Regions from separate parts of the Triticum aestivum genome. Here all the other regions are linked to region 1. The links are chromatin contacts, called in public Hi-C maps. All regions are on one chromosome and are shown on one strand. Each heading gives the region's core, a stretch centred on a gene start, on an enhancer-like site or on the middle of the called end of the contact. The rest is flanking DNA. Distances are from core to core; before and after follow the strand shown.

Evidence for each region. Hi-C and Micro-C count contacts between places; a contact is called where the count stands out from the background.
Region 2: a contact with region 1 is called in a Hi-C map of leaf, with 3 times the contacts expected there. The contact joins the promoter of LOC123080262 here to the promoter of LOC123080261 in region 1. A contact is called at or near these places in 3 of 5 Hi-C or Micro-C datasets (leaf, root and an unstated tissue) and 1 of 1 datasets of contacts at active chromatin or transcription factors (leaf).
Region 3: a contact with region 1 is called in a Hi-C map of leaf, with 7 times the contacts expected there. The contact joins the enhancer-like site here to the promoter of LOC123080261 in region 1. A contact is called at or near these places in 3 of 5 Hi-C or Micro-C datasets (leaf and an unstated tissue).

The regions. Positions count from the first base shown.
Region 1 is chr3D:529,738,096-529,742,870 of IWGSC CS RefSeq v2.1, forward strand. It overlaps LOC123080261 (peptidyl-prolyl cis-trans isomerase FKBP15-1), which reads right to left and starts at 2,053. Exons shown (of 6, transcript XM_044503172.1): 1 at 1,884-2,053; 2 at 1,711-1,760; 3 at 414-476. The coding sequence starts at 1,950.
Region 2 is chr3D:530,079,416-530,084,190 of IWGSC CS RefSeq v2.1, forward strand. It overlaps LOC123080262 (selenium-binding protein 1), which reads left to right and starts at 2,226. Exons shown (of 8, transcript XM_044503173.1): 1 at 2,226-2,381; 2 at 2,493-2,655; 3 at 3,428-3,623; 4 at 3,712-3,939; 5 at 4,125-4,356; 6 at 4,439-4,546; 7 at 4,644-4,775. The coding sequence starts at 2,493.
Region 3 is chr3D:529,408,139-529,412,913 of IWGSC CS RefSeq v2.1, forward strand. No RefSeq gene overlaps it. Among protein-coding and RNA genes, the nearest start is that of LOC123076450, 8.8 kb to the left of the region's middle. Within about 2 kb of position 2,558, at least 1 of the 8 cell types and tissues checked has an H3K27ac peak or open chromatin away from gene starts, as enhancers often do. A contact at or near this core is called in leaf, where this site is marked.

The DNA of each region.
Region 1 (4,775 bases), core at 803-3,302:
AAGAGTTTCTTTCAGGCAAACATGACAAACAAACCAGGTAAACAACGCAATAAAGGCCATAAATTACTAGGGTCACTCTGCCATGATGTTTCTCACTTTCTCTGCAAGGCATCTCAACTGGTTCATGTTAAGAGACATCGCGTTAAATAGCTATCACAACTGATTCATTATAAAGTTGCTGCACACATGAGAGTATGTATCGTACATTTGGACTATGTTGTTCATAAAGTCATTGGAAGGAACAGTAGGAAGGTTACAGTAAGGGAAACTCAGTGGCCCTTGCTTCTGAGACTTGGAATTGCAGGCTTGTTATAACTAGCTACAGTCATTATTTCTTTTGACTAGAGTACTATCAAGTATCATAAGTGAATAGGATTGCTGACTTCAGATAAAAGTGTCGGTCAAATACTTACACGATAATGCACTTTAATCTTGTCACCTTTGTGAGCCTGTAGGGTACATGATTCAGGCTTGTACTGAAAAGAGGATGAGCCAAAGAAAACAGTGTCATGTGAAGTCACAGTGATACTATCATTGGAATGTAATAAGAATGAAAACATAACCTGTATACGATTGCCTTAGAACTTTATAAATCGAATGTTGCACGATTGTAGATTAAGACTTAATGAGTGACTGAAAGCTGGGCACGTAGATACAGAAAATCTCACTTTCTAAAAAAAAGATACAGAAAATCTCTACCCTCCACAGTAAGGGTGTTCATCAGCCTTTTTTCTAAACCATTCAAACCATCTAAGTACATCTAAATCTTCTATGTATCTGATAATGCTATTCAAAATTATTACTCCTCTGTTGCAAATGCAGCGCGTATCCTGACTGTCCAAACCCATGAGTTGGCCAACAACTAATCCAACAGTACATGCGTTATGTTATAAGTATAAGCTTCATACCATTAAATTTGCATGCAAAAGCACTTTCCTGTAACTAGTTTCATAGCTATGAATGAAATACAAATACAGGAATTTGCTGTCAAAGTTGAACATCAGACAGGGAAAAATACAGCCTATGACAACTAATAGAGTACTACCGCGCATGCTTCAATGGTATGGACAAAATGTGATGAACACCCCTATACCACACTCTGGTTTGTGGTTGAATACTGGATATTCCATTTCTAAAATAATGTATGAACCTTAGCAGTAAGTACATAATTTTCTGTTTGTCATAGCAGAAGAATCATGAAAACAAAGGTTGTCCACTTCTCCGCTCAGCTTTTAATTTACATCCTGTGTAATATGACAAGTCCCCACAGAAGGGATCTTGGACAGTATTGAAAGTTTGGAACAACATTCCTTAGAAGATCGAATGTTACTTCTGAGAGATATCCATCGTGGCTTCTTGTTAATACATCAATATAAAAGCACACACTGGTTGGTTAAACAACATTCCTTAAGATTACACGAGTAAATTGCTAATTAGCTTCGCCGCATTTTTATTTTTACTAATTAGCTCTAGTGAACAAACTGCAGCCTGAATCTCACGCCCTGTGTGTGAAGGAACAACAGCCTATTTCGCACTTGCGGATCTGCAAACCTCCCAAACCTAGCAATCTAGCATCATCCAACCCAGCCTTTTCCTGAACTCTGCACTGAAGGATCTCAGATCCGCCGGAACACAGAAAGCACACAAAGCAAAGTAATACAAGAGAGCAGCAGAGATTGCGGTTTGGTTACAATCCTGCAGAATACGGACCTTGACGCCGATCTGGAGCTGTGTAACATCCGCGGACTTCTTGGCCGAAGCTGGAGAACCAGATCGAAAAACCGAGTGAGCAAAACCAAATCGAGAGAAAAACAGAACATATCTTTACACGACGCAACAGGTCGATGGAGCAGGTGGAGGTTAGGTTGCGGCCCGCGTTTTACCGGTCAGAAGGACGGCCGCGATGGCAACGACGGCGAGGCAGAGGAGCCACGGCTTCTTCGTCCCCATCGCTCTTCCCTGCAATCCCTACCTGGTCAGCGGCCGAGGTACAGTTTCTTTGGATCGTATACGGTTTGGACGGGACTACAAGTCGGGTACCGTTACGCGTTACTATACTATACACACGCGTGTACAAATGGAAACTTTTTTTTTGAGGCAGTATACAATTTTTTTTGAGCAACTTTTCTTTTTTTGAGACATTTTTTTGAGCAATTGAGGCTGTATACAATTGGAAGCCATCATACATTCGTGACATAACGGTCCAGCCCATTTTGGATTTCGGCTCAATATGGATGGGCCTTGGATGCTAGGGTTATATCTCACTTACTGTCAGGTTTTAATGGAGCCGACGTAGTTTTGGGAGGTTCTAAAAATGATACCGGTTTGTACAACTTTCCATGCATTTTTTCTTTCCATTTTTGGGTTATTTCATTTTTTTCTTGTAATACATGTCATACATTTTTTGTACATACATGAATATTTTTCTTATACAAGTAATATATATTTTTAAATCTATAATGTAAAAAAAATCAATACACTTCATAATGTTTAAAAATATATAATGTCATACATTTTTCTGATACAAATTCCATAATGTTTTGATCATTTTTTGTTCACATACATGTTAACCATTTTTCAATACACATTGAACATTTTTTAATTGCACATAACATTTTCGTAAACTACGTGAATATTTTTTACATTGTATATGTTTATTTTCAAATACATATTTGAACGGTATGTTGAATAATATTAAAAAAATACACCTTGGACATTGGTTTGAAGGGTACAGATATATTTTTCAAATTACATTATTTTTTGTGTTAACAATTTTCCAAAAGTGAACAAACATATTTTTGAAGGTGTGAACAATTTTTCTAAATGCCACTTATTTTAATGGTACAAACCGTTTTCTATTTATATGTATATTTTAAATACGTTGTATATTTTTTTTGAAAAAAACGATGAACATATTTTTGACACACATGAACATTTTTCAAATGCCACGAACATTTTTAAAATGGCCCATATGTTTCTAGAAGTTGCATGAACATTGTTTACGCTGTGGGAATAGTTTGAAAATGTGTGATGAATGCTTTCTAATTTTAAATATTTTTTGAATATATGTATTCAGAATATTTTTAAAAATACAAAAAAATAAAAAAATAAAGTAAGCAAGCCGAGCGAATAAATGAACAAACCTGCTATTGGGTTGTAACTGCGCTACCCCTGGGATACACGGTGCTCTGACTATAGGTTACTAATAGGCCATTAAGTCAGCATTGATGTATAAAAAATCACCATCGACGCTTTGTGATTGTGGAAAAAATAGTGGGAAAGCAAGAACATATGGAGTCCAATTCAAATAAATAAATAAATTGATACTACATAGCTGGGAAAGAAATAACACTGAAAGGGTCTCAAAGAAAATTCGTGACTAGAGTGAGGAACTCATGAGCCTCCAATTTCACTAGAAACCAATTTTCAACATTATTTTGAATAAATATTAAAACAACACATTGAACATTGCTTTGAAGGGTACGAAATATTTTAAAAATTACGTGAACTTTTTGACATTGTATTAACATTTTTACAAATATGAACAAACATGTTTTTGGAACGAGCGAACATTTTTCTATTTTTTTAAATTATACATACATTTTTACATTGTATAAACATTAAAAAAAATGTCTCAAAGATATTTTGGACACAATTGAACATTTTTTGAAATGTACAAACATTTTAAAAAGTCAAGTGAACATTTTTTACATTGCATGAATATTTATTAAACCTTTGATGAATGCTTTCAAAATGTTAATTATTTTTTGGAACATGCGTATTTAGATATTTTTGAAAATAAAAACAAAGGAAAAAAGAAAAAAGACGAAGCAAACAAACCAGGTGAATAAATGAACACACCTACTACTGGGCTAGCCCGCTAGGCCGTTCCGTGAGGTGACACGGTGGTAGCTCTCGCATCAAGCGAGATGTAACCGTGCTAGGCCTGGGATCGACGGTGCTTTGAGCCTTTGACTATAGGGGGTTAGTAATAGGCCGCTATGTCACCATTGGTGTATAAAAATAGTCATCGTTGATGCTTTGTGATTCTGAACAAAATAGTGGGAAAGCAAGAACACACCGTAGAGTTGGGAAAGAGATACCACTAAAAGGGTCCCAAAGAAAATTTGTGAGTAGAGTGAGGAACTCATAAGACTCCAATTTCACTTGGAACCAATTTTCTACATTATTTTGAATAAATATTAAATAAATACAACATTGGTTTGAAGGGTACTAAATATTTTTTAAGTTACTTGAATTTTCTGACATTGTATTAATATTTTCGCAAATATGTACGAACATGTTTTTGAAACGAGTGAGCATTTTTGTATTTTTTTAAAATGGCACAATTTAAAACAAAATTACGGTTACATTTTTTACATTGTATATACATTTTTTAAATGTCTCAAACATATTTTTGACACACATGAACATTTTTTGAATGGCACAAACATTTTAAAAGTCATGTGAACATTTTTTACACTGCATGAATATTTATTAAATGTGCAATGAACTCTTTTCAAATTGTACTTATTTTTTGTAACATGTTTATTTAGATTTTTTTGGAAAATACAGACAAAAGGAAAAAAAAATGAAGCAAACAAACAAGGCGAATAAATGAACAAACCTGCTACTGGGTTGGCCCACTAGGGCATTCCGTGAGGTGACACGGTGGTAGCTCTCGCATCAAGCGAGATGTAGTCGTGCTAGGCCTGGGGTCCTCGGTGCTTTGACTACAGGTTACTAATAGGCCGCTAAGTCAACATCGATGTATA
Region 2 (4,775 bases), core at 976-3,475, 340 kb after region 1:
CCTCCGGCCGTGACATTTTTGCGAGGCATGTTGTTTATTGCACCCACTTATTGATCAGCGTATGCAGGCCGGAAAAATAATCTTCCTTATGCCACGTACAGTGACCAGTACTCGTACTCCTTCCATTCCAAAATACAGTGCACCCACGCTTTTCGAGGTTCAACTTTGACCATAAATTTAACCAACCAGGCCGACTGCGGCGGGAGAAAAAAATATATAATTGAAAACTTCTTTTGAATACAAATTCACTGGTACTATAATTTTTGCTCCCGCCGCAGTCGGTTTTGTTGGTTAAATTTATGGTCAAAGTTGAAGCACGGGAATAGAAGCACTACATTTTGAAACGGAGGGAGTACTATATTATTTACGGTCAGATGAGATGTCAGTCAACTGGATTTTCTGCGATTCTGCAGCTAGCATAGCAATCTTCACTCGGTCAACTGCTGCGCTTTACCCCTCTCAGATGGCTCCCGTCCTCACTAATCATGCTCTTCTCCACACAAACCTGGCTCAGCTTTCCGAGCCCGATCATTGTGTTCTATTTACCCAATGGAATCATGCCAGCCAGACCGCCAGCTGACCGTGTGAGAGGAGATAATGCATCGATAATCCATCTGCACCGGCCGCACGCAACGCATGGTGATAAAACAAAACTATAGAGCAGCGGTTATACGTCCGAATATGGACTTCAAGTGAGGCAGAGATTGAGATAACCATGCATGCAGGGCTATTATAATCGTCTTGTAAAGTTGTGATGGATGTGGAAACTGGCAGCACGTAAAGTCGTTGATCATGGGCAACTAGCTAGCAGATCCGTGCCATCCGGACAGATAGCTTAAATCTGATACTATACCAGATCCGTGCTCTTGCTGGTGGCTCGGCCGTGTGAGTTTGGAGTTTTCGGTCGTGTGTTATTGGCTGACGTGTTTTAGGGCATGCATCCTTATCAGGCCACGGCCTGGGATATGCATCTCTGACTCAGAGGCAAATCGCAAAGTGTCACCAAGAGATGAGAAGTGGTAGAGCAGAGCACGTAACGATCGAGCCGCTGGCTGGCTTAGCTATCATCCCTCGGTTGGTAGAGCCGAGCGTGGCGTTCGTGGACTAGCCGCAAAGCCCGGGGTTGAATTCCGTTGCAGTAAAAGCATCTTCAACCGGACCCTTCAGGTTGTCCGGGCAGATAGACCGAGAGCAGAGAGAGTAAAAAAAAACTAATCCCTTCGTTTTTCATACAAGGTCATCTCATATTTTTACGTCTAACTTTGATCATTAATTTTACCAATAAAATATGAGTTGTATGCCGAAAGCAAAATGTATAAACAAAGTGATCTTGTATAGAAAAACAAAGAAAGTGTCTACTCAGACCCCTCAAATCAAATGGATGTACCATGCAAAAAAATAAAATCAAATGGCTGTAAGATCGGCTCGTCGAGTTGCTAGAGCGGTTGGGCCTGGAAAGCAGATGCGTTCATTTTTCAACATGAAAGATGAGACGACAGGGACGTAAAATGGCCGACCATGCATGCATAGAGACTAATATTAAAGAGTACACACGGATATATATAAGTTTTTCTAGAGATTTCAATATAAACTACATACAGATGTATATAGACATAGTTTAGAGTGTAGATTCATTCATTTTGCTCTGTATGTAGTTCATATTGAAATTAAAAGTCTTATGTTTAGGAATCAGAGGTCGTAGTACTCTCTTCGTCTCAAAAAGCTTGTCTTTGATTTGTCCAGATACAGATGTGTCTGGACACGTTTTAGTGTTAGATACATCCGTATCTAGATAAATACTTCATTCGTAAAGAAATATAAGAACGTTACGAGTAGTATTACGAATTAAAGTGCCAATTTCGTGCTACGAAAAATGCAAAGCTGCAGGGTCCGTTGCACACGCAGACACACACGGGACGGTCCGTTTGGCGTGAGCCCGTGGCGTGCGTGCGCACCTACGCACGCAGGCTCCGGCCAAGACGGACGGCTCACGGCTGCGACCGCGAGGCCCCGGATCGGGACGCGCCGAGCTTTCTCCCCGTACGTAGGTCCAAGCTGTCTCCAACCCCAGTTCCTGGACGGATCAATCCCGCCCGCCACGCAGGCAGCCGCATTATCGTCCAGATACGACGCCGCCTTGCCCACGCCCCGGGCCCAGGTTCACTTGCCACGCCTCCGGCCTCCCTTCCCCCTATAGCCACCGCACGCATCGCGAGGCGCGTCTCGCGGCATCCCCTCCGCCCACGTGGCGGTCCTCGTTAGCCACCCCTCTATATTTACCCCCGTCTCCCAGCGGGCAGTCCCACCACCACCATCTCTGTTCTCTCCTCTGTCCCTCTCGCACAACAGAAGAAAAACCAACTACCTCCTCCTACGCTCCGGTGAGTCAGCTCGGCTCTCTGCTCCGTCAGCTGCTCTCCGGCGGCTCGCCCGGGGAGCCGCGTTCTCCTTCCGGCAGGGGGTTAACTAATTTGGGCTTCCTGACATCACAGATGGCCGCAGCGGTGGCTGACGCGGCGGTGCCGGCGGCGGCGAGGGCGAACGGCGCCGGGGCGGGGTGCTGCGCGGCGAAGGGGCCCGGCTACGCCACGCCGAGGGAGGCCATGGAGAAGGGCCCGCGGGAGGGGCTCCTCTACGTCACCTGCGTCTACAATGGTACGCATGCTACCCTGCATAAATCCCTACTACTGTCGAATTCTAACACAGAAACACACCTGACACACCTCCCTGCGTTGCGAGTTGCGCATAGATCTCGGGCGAGTGGTTAGGAGCCCTACTAATTTAGAGGCTTTAACAGAGCAAGTACAGGAAGAGCTCGAGACTTGACCTGGACTGCGATGGACAGACCGACAGGCCACTTAGTTTAACCCTGAAAGTCTCTTTCTAATACTACGAGGAAAGGGACGAACCGTTCCTAATTTAGTCTGAAATGATGATAGGAAAGAATACTAAAGACATGCTACTCTAAGTTTCTAGTAATAGTAAACCTTGGTTCAGAAACTTCAGATCTGCAATCATCTCGCAGTCCCTCAGTTTAATACTATATATTTTTCCCTCCGGGATATGCAATTTTTCTTGAGTTGGTGAAGACACTGGGGTATGCCTCGAGTTAATTAGCCTGAGCTTAAGGGAAAATGTTTAGCCTGCGAGCTTAACATACATGCAGCATGCATGTGCCCTCCATGGCAGAAAGCCAGAAACTGCCATTTTCTGTTACACAAGAGTCCAAGTTGGCTGAGTCGTGGATCATTCAGAACCGTCTAGTTCAGTCCCTGTCTTTTTTCACATGGCCTCTCTTCATGGCAGTTTCTGAAGGCAGAACAAACCATGTGAACATGACAAGAGATGTACGGGTGTGCCTTTGTACAGGTTGATTGCCTGATTGTGTGAACTTTTGCTGATTGCCTGATTGTACTGAATTTTGCAGGTACTGGAATCGACAAGCCGGATTACCTGGCCACGGTGGACGTCGACCCCAATTCTGCGACCTACTCCCAGGTGATCCACAGGCTCCCGGCGACGCACATCGGCGACGAGCTGCATCACTCCGGCTGGAACGCCTGCAGCTCCTGCCACGGCGATCCGTCCACGAGCCGGCGCTTCTTGATTCTTCCTTCCTTGCTGTGAGTATTTATGGAGCGACAACGATCAAATGGGCGAACAGTTGAATTTTAGCTGAGTCTGTAATGCTGCTTTGGTGGCTGTTCACAGGTCTGGTCGCGTGTATGTGGTCGACACTGCGAAGGATCCGAGGGCGCCTGCTCTGCACACGGTTGTCCAGGCTGAGGACATTGCTGAGAAGACCGGGCTTGGGTTCCCTCACACATCCCATTGCCTTGCAACTGGTGATATAATGATTTCCTGCCTGGGAGACAAGGAGGGAAATGCTGCTGGCAATGGCTTTCTCCTATTGGATTCAGAGTTTAACGTCAAAGGACGGTAAGCTTAAAAACCGTAACATATTATTACTTTACCATGTAAATATCTCATGCTGATGCATATCGGAATCATCAAACCACCCATTAATATTTGAGTTTTGAAAACGTCGATATTGATGCTTTACTTTTGAGAGACAGAGTTTTTATCTGCTCCTGTTGTATTGATTAACTATTTGCTACTTGTAGTTGGGAAAAGCCAGGCCACAGCCCCTTGTTTGGCTATGATTTCTGGTACCAGCCTCGTCACAAGACGATGATTAGTTCTTCATGGGGAGCCCCGGCAGCTTTCAGGACAGGTTTTGATCTCCAGCATGTCCAGGATGGTCTCTATGGAAGGCACCTGCATGTGTATGACTGGCCTGGTGGTGAGCTCAAGCAGACGCTGGATCTAGGCAGCACAGGTCTTCTTCCGCTGGAGGTGTGTATCAGATACTATACTTGAGTCCAGTAATTCACCCATACATCATATAACCATAGTTCTCCTTTTCTCGTATCTGCAGGTGAGGTTTTTACACGACCCATCAAAGGACACCGGCTATGTTGGCTGTGCTTTGACAAGCAACATGGTGAGATTCTTCAAAACTGCAGATGGATCATGGAGCCATGAGGTTTGTTCACAACTACAACGTGCTAATGCCTACTTCTTTCGTACATAATGAAGTTTATTTTCTATCTTATATACGCTTCCTATGTCTGTATTTGTAGGTAGCTATATCCATAGAACCATTGAAGGTGCGCAACTGGATGCTGCCAGAAATGCCAGGATTGATAACTGACTTTGTCATCTCTCTCGATGACCGCTATCTCTACTTGGTCAACTGGCTTCATGGGGATATC
Region 3 (4,775 bases), core at 1,308-3,807, 330 kb before region 1:
CGTCCCACAGCAGGTGTCTCGTAGGCGAGTTCTGTGATGGGTTTTCCAGTGATACGTTGAACTCGCTTTTCCCTTTCCCGACTCCTTTTAGTTTCTGATCTGGAACTTTGTATTTTCGTTATTCAGTTAATGAAAAGGGGTTATACCCGGTAAAAAAAATGTTTGTTATACGTACACAAGTCCAGCATGCAGTGCGGCGATCAGTGGAGAATGATCATGTGAACACGGGTCTCACATTCTCGCATGCCGCGGCAGAGATCCCGTGGGCCTCACCCCGTGGAATATATGTTCTTCATGTTCATGGTACTATCCAACACTCGCAGTGCGCCAGTGCTCCGGCGGCAGGCAGGCAGCGGCATCGCCACGAGCTTTTAGCTTTACATCAGTCTTCATTCAAGCACGTAGTATCGGGCAGGCCACAGTGCGCGCCTCTGTGAGCACATGCGGTTTGCCGTCGACTGTGGATCGGGCACAGACACAGGGGTAAACCCTGCAGCTCTGTGAGCAGCAACTGTCGAGTCCACAAACTACGGCTTGAAGGAAGGAATGCATGCCATGACATGCCATGCACCCTGCTCTGTAGTCTTGCTGTAGGTTTGTTGCAGGTGCGTGATCCACTGTGGACCGTCTGATCTTGTCACCTGCGCGCTAAAATGCCGTTATGCCCCTCAAGAGAGTGCAGAGCCCGGCAGTGACGCACGCGCACGGATGCATGCGGCCAAGCGCCACGGGCAGTGAGGCCAACTCCACGGCGCGACTCCGTCCTATCCGCACGCGTTTGTTCGGGATAAAACGGATGAACCAGACGGCCCAGCGCGCGGGCGCAAACGGACTTTTGTCCGTTTTCTGTCCGCTTTCGACCCATCCCCGGCCCAAATTTGCGCCGCTTTTGGGAGAAACGGACAGCACGCGGACGCGTAGGCCGTCTGCGCGTGTCCTCCCCTGACCCGCCTGTCGGTGGCACAGGGGCGCCTTTTTCTATCCGCTCACTCCCTCCCTCCGGCCGCACGCCTTCCATTCTTCTCCACCCTTCCCCACTCTTCCCTCGCCGCCGCCGCCGCTGCCATTGTAGCTGTGCAGCTCGGACGCGCGCTCGCCCAGCCCCTTCCCCTCGGCACCCAACCACGGCCACCTGACTTGCGCACCCGCCGGCCGGATTTGGGGCGGATCCGGTCGGTCTTGAGCTCGCCTGGCTGTGGGAGGCCGCGCCGCGCCATGGACTGGCCGGGCACCGGGCCGGAAGGCCCTGGCAGGGCCGCAAGGCCACATGCAGGCAGTGGCTCCTCCTCTAGCCGCTCGGATCTACACCGTCGGTGGTCCGCCGGCAGATACACGAATGGCGGGCGGCTGGGCTCGGTGCTAGCCCAAAAGCTCGTTGGTGCACCGTTGCCGCTCATTAAGTGCGACCACTGCCCAAAGAAGGTCGTGCGCCGCGTGTCTACAACGCCGGAACATCCCGGATGGGTGTTCATCAAGTGCTTAAACGATGGGGTATGTGCTCTTTTTAGCTTCGGTTTGTGCTCTAGATTTGACTAGTTGTGCTAACTTCAAATTTTGTTATGTAGAATGGATGCAAGTTTTGGTATTGGGAAGAAGAGTACATCGATATATTGATAGAGCGCAATTTAGTAGATGTTCGTGCACTTTTAGCTAGCATAGAGGTTGTAGATGAGACAAGTGCACTTGTTGCTAGATTAGAGGCTAGACACAAGACTAGATGCGAGGAAGCAACCTCTATTTCTTTAGGCTCGAAGAAGAAGAAAGAAACACGCAAGATGGAGGCGGCTCCTCCACAGATTAACAATGAATGCATCGAGAAGGCACTAATCCATCTTACAGAAGCAGTTATGGAAGTTGGATATCTTCTAAAATGTATTCTTGTGGTTCTTGTTTTCTTTGGTCTTTTTTTTCTAGTTAAAATTTGGTGATGTATTCCCATCTACCAAAAAATGAATGAAGAAAAAAGTTAAAGGCTTGCAAAGAAAATGGTATGCGGACAGGATGCGTCCATGCGTTGGGCGCACGGCCACCGCATCCCAGAAACTGCCCGAACACGACCCTATTGCCGTACCCAAACAGACAAAATCCGGACAAAGCGGACGTCCGTTTAGGATCGCACGGTGTAATTGGCCTGACACCTAACCCAACGACTACTCCATCGTACACTAACAGTATTATACGTACAAACCTGACGAGGAGGTGTGTTAGTGGCGCGCAGATGGCCCGAAACTGGCGCAGGATTGCAAGCCTGGTGACTGACCGGGGCACTGCTGGTGCTGGGTCGACAGTCGTCAAGAAGGACCTCTCGAGTCGTGTCTCGACCAGGTTTCCAAGAGCAGCATCTCGATGCATGCATGCGTGCGTACGTACGTCTTTGCTTGTCTAGATTTCACACGAACGAAGTCGAACGAACCCGAGAAGGACGACGACGGGCGGGCGGGTCAAGGCCAAGGCGGGGTCGACCGACTGGACGCGTCTGGCGGGCGAGCGGGCGCACACCGGCGTAGGGCGAGGGGTACCTTTCTTTCCGGGAGAAAATCTGCCGCGGGGAGCTACGAAAATCTCGCGGCGGGCGATGCCTGCCTGCTGCCTCCGTCGGTAGACTGTACGTCTATACCTACTGGTAGTGTAGACCGGAGAGCAACGCACCGCACCGCACGCGCGCGCGTCGTCACGTCACGTCGCCGGCCCCGGGGGTAGAGAGACCGGACAAAGCGTGCCGTTGCCTTCCCCCTCCGGTGGCGATGGCCGTGGCCGTCCGGCGACTGTGCACCCACACATCGCGCTGGCCGCTCGTGCGATCCCGCGGCGACGGTGGTGCTAGTGCCGGTGCTAGTGGTGTGTGCCCGTGACGGTGACGTAATGTTTCTGTAATGCAAGAGAGGGAAAAAAATAAACTATCGAGTGTGTTGAATATATTGATTAGATTGGAAACATATGTTAGACTAGGAAATATTCTGACTTGTCTTGTACTTTAAGTAGATCATGTACTCATATATATATGCCCACGAGGCTCAAGCAATACATCGAATAATTCCACCAAACCCCTCTCTCGCTTCCGCACCGCGCCGCCCCCGGGGCGGTCGATCTCCATGATCACCACCGGGGGCCGCGCCGCCCGTACCTAGGGTTCGTCCGCCGATTACGTTGATCGGTTGCGCTAAAAAGTCCTTCTATCAATTCGTTGATTGGGGTTTTTTCTCTCTCGCCGATCAATTGATCGGTGATCTTTTTTGATTCTCCGATCTAAGATTGGATTGAGTCGCCCGTCTGCCGTCGTTCATCTGTGCAGCTACTCCGACGTTGGATCGCAGCCTGCGCCAACTCTCGCGCGGCCAAGGCCAGCGCATGCGTCCCGCGCCGGCGTGGTTGCCGCTACTTCACATGCATGCTACACACGCAATCGATCTCCTGCTAACTCTTGTGTCAGTGTTGGGTTGCACGCTCCTGCTACGTCCGGCGACGGAGCGCACGGCGCCGGGTTCCTTCATCGTCAGGTTTCGTAAAGATCGTCATCGGTTACAACGCATCTTTTACTGATCGAGCTATGGGCTGCAGCTGCATCGGCCGTCGGGCCGATGCACCGCCGCCCCATGGTTCCCGTGGCTGTACAGATCCGTGCCGCCACTGCGTCGCCCCTTCGGGCCATAGCGTCGCGGTACGTGGTTCCCGTCACCGTCCTGAGGCTGTTCCCGTGGTTGCACCATATCGCGCGTTGCCGCTGCGTCGCCCCTTCGGGCCGTACTGCCGTGGCTCGCGGTCAACCGCCGCATCGAGGCCGTCCGCTTCAGACCGTCCCCAAGGCTGCACCGACTCTCGCGCCGCCGCTGCGTCGCCCCGTCGAGCCGTAGCGAGCGTGGCACGCGATCCATGCAACCGCCCTGAGGTCTTTCGTGCCGTCGCCCCGACCAGCCCGCCGCCGTTGTGTCGCCCCTTCGGGCTATAACGCTTCAGCCCGCGGTCCACCGTCGTCCACGCGCGGCGACTTCCACGTGATATGCGCCGCGCCACCTCCCTTGGCGCGGGAACGTCACCGTCCGCGCCGGCCTTCATCACGCTGTCGGGTTCATTATCGTCTACTTCGAGCACCGCCGCCGCGCTCCTTCTCTAGCCGCCGCCGCCGCCTCCTTAGGCCGCCGCCGCAGCTGCTCTTCTTTCGTGGCTCCATGGCGACTACCTCGACACCGGCGACCCCCAACTCGACACCGACCACGGTGTTCTTCGCATGGCTACCTCGACTACGGCTATACCACCTACGCTCTCGGCTACCTCGACAAACGCCACAAAGGGCTACCGCCTTGCTTGAGCAACCTCGTCGGTTTTCACTCCAGCCACGACTTCGCGATGCATCGACCGTTACGACTGTGGGGGGTGTCCGTCGACGTGCCTTCGGATTCTTCTCCAGTCTCACCGTCTGCGTCGCTACCGTTGTGACTGCGGGGATGTTGAGTATATTGATTAGATTGGAAACATAGGTTAGACTAGGAAATATTCTGACTTGTCTTGTACTTCAAATAGATCATGTACTCCTATATATATGCCCACGAGGCTCAAGCAATACATCGAACAATTCCACCAAACCCCTCTCTCCCTTCAAACAGAGTGAAGTGAGGTGCAGCTGGCTAGAGAATCTCCTTTTTTAACCGAGTTTCGTGGCAGGGTTGTCCGGCGAGACATTCGCTCACACAAGTCTCAAGTTCTCTCTCTCTCTGCAAGGACAGTAAGAATATAAACGGGTTTGACTGCACGTCGTGGACCGGTCCTCGCACGTACTG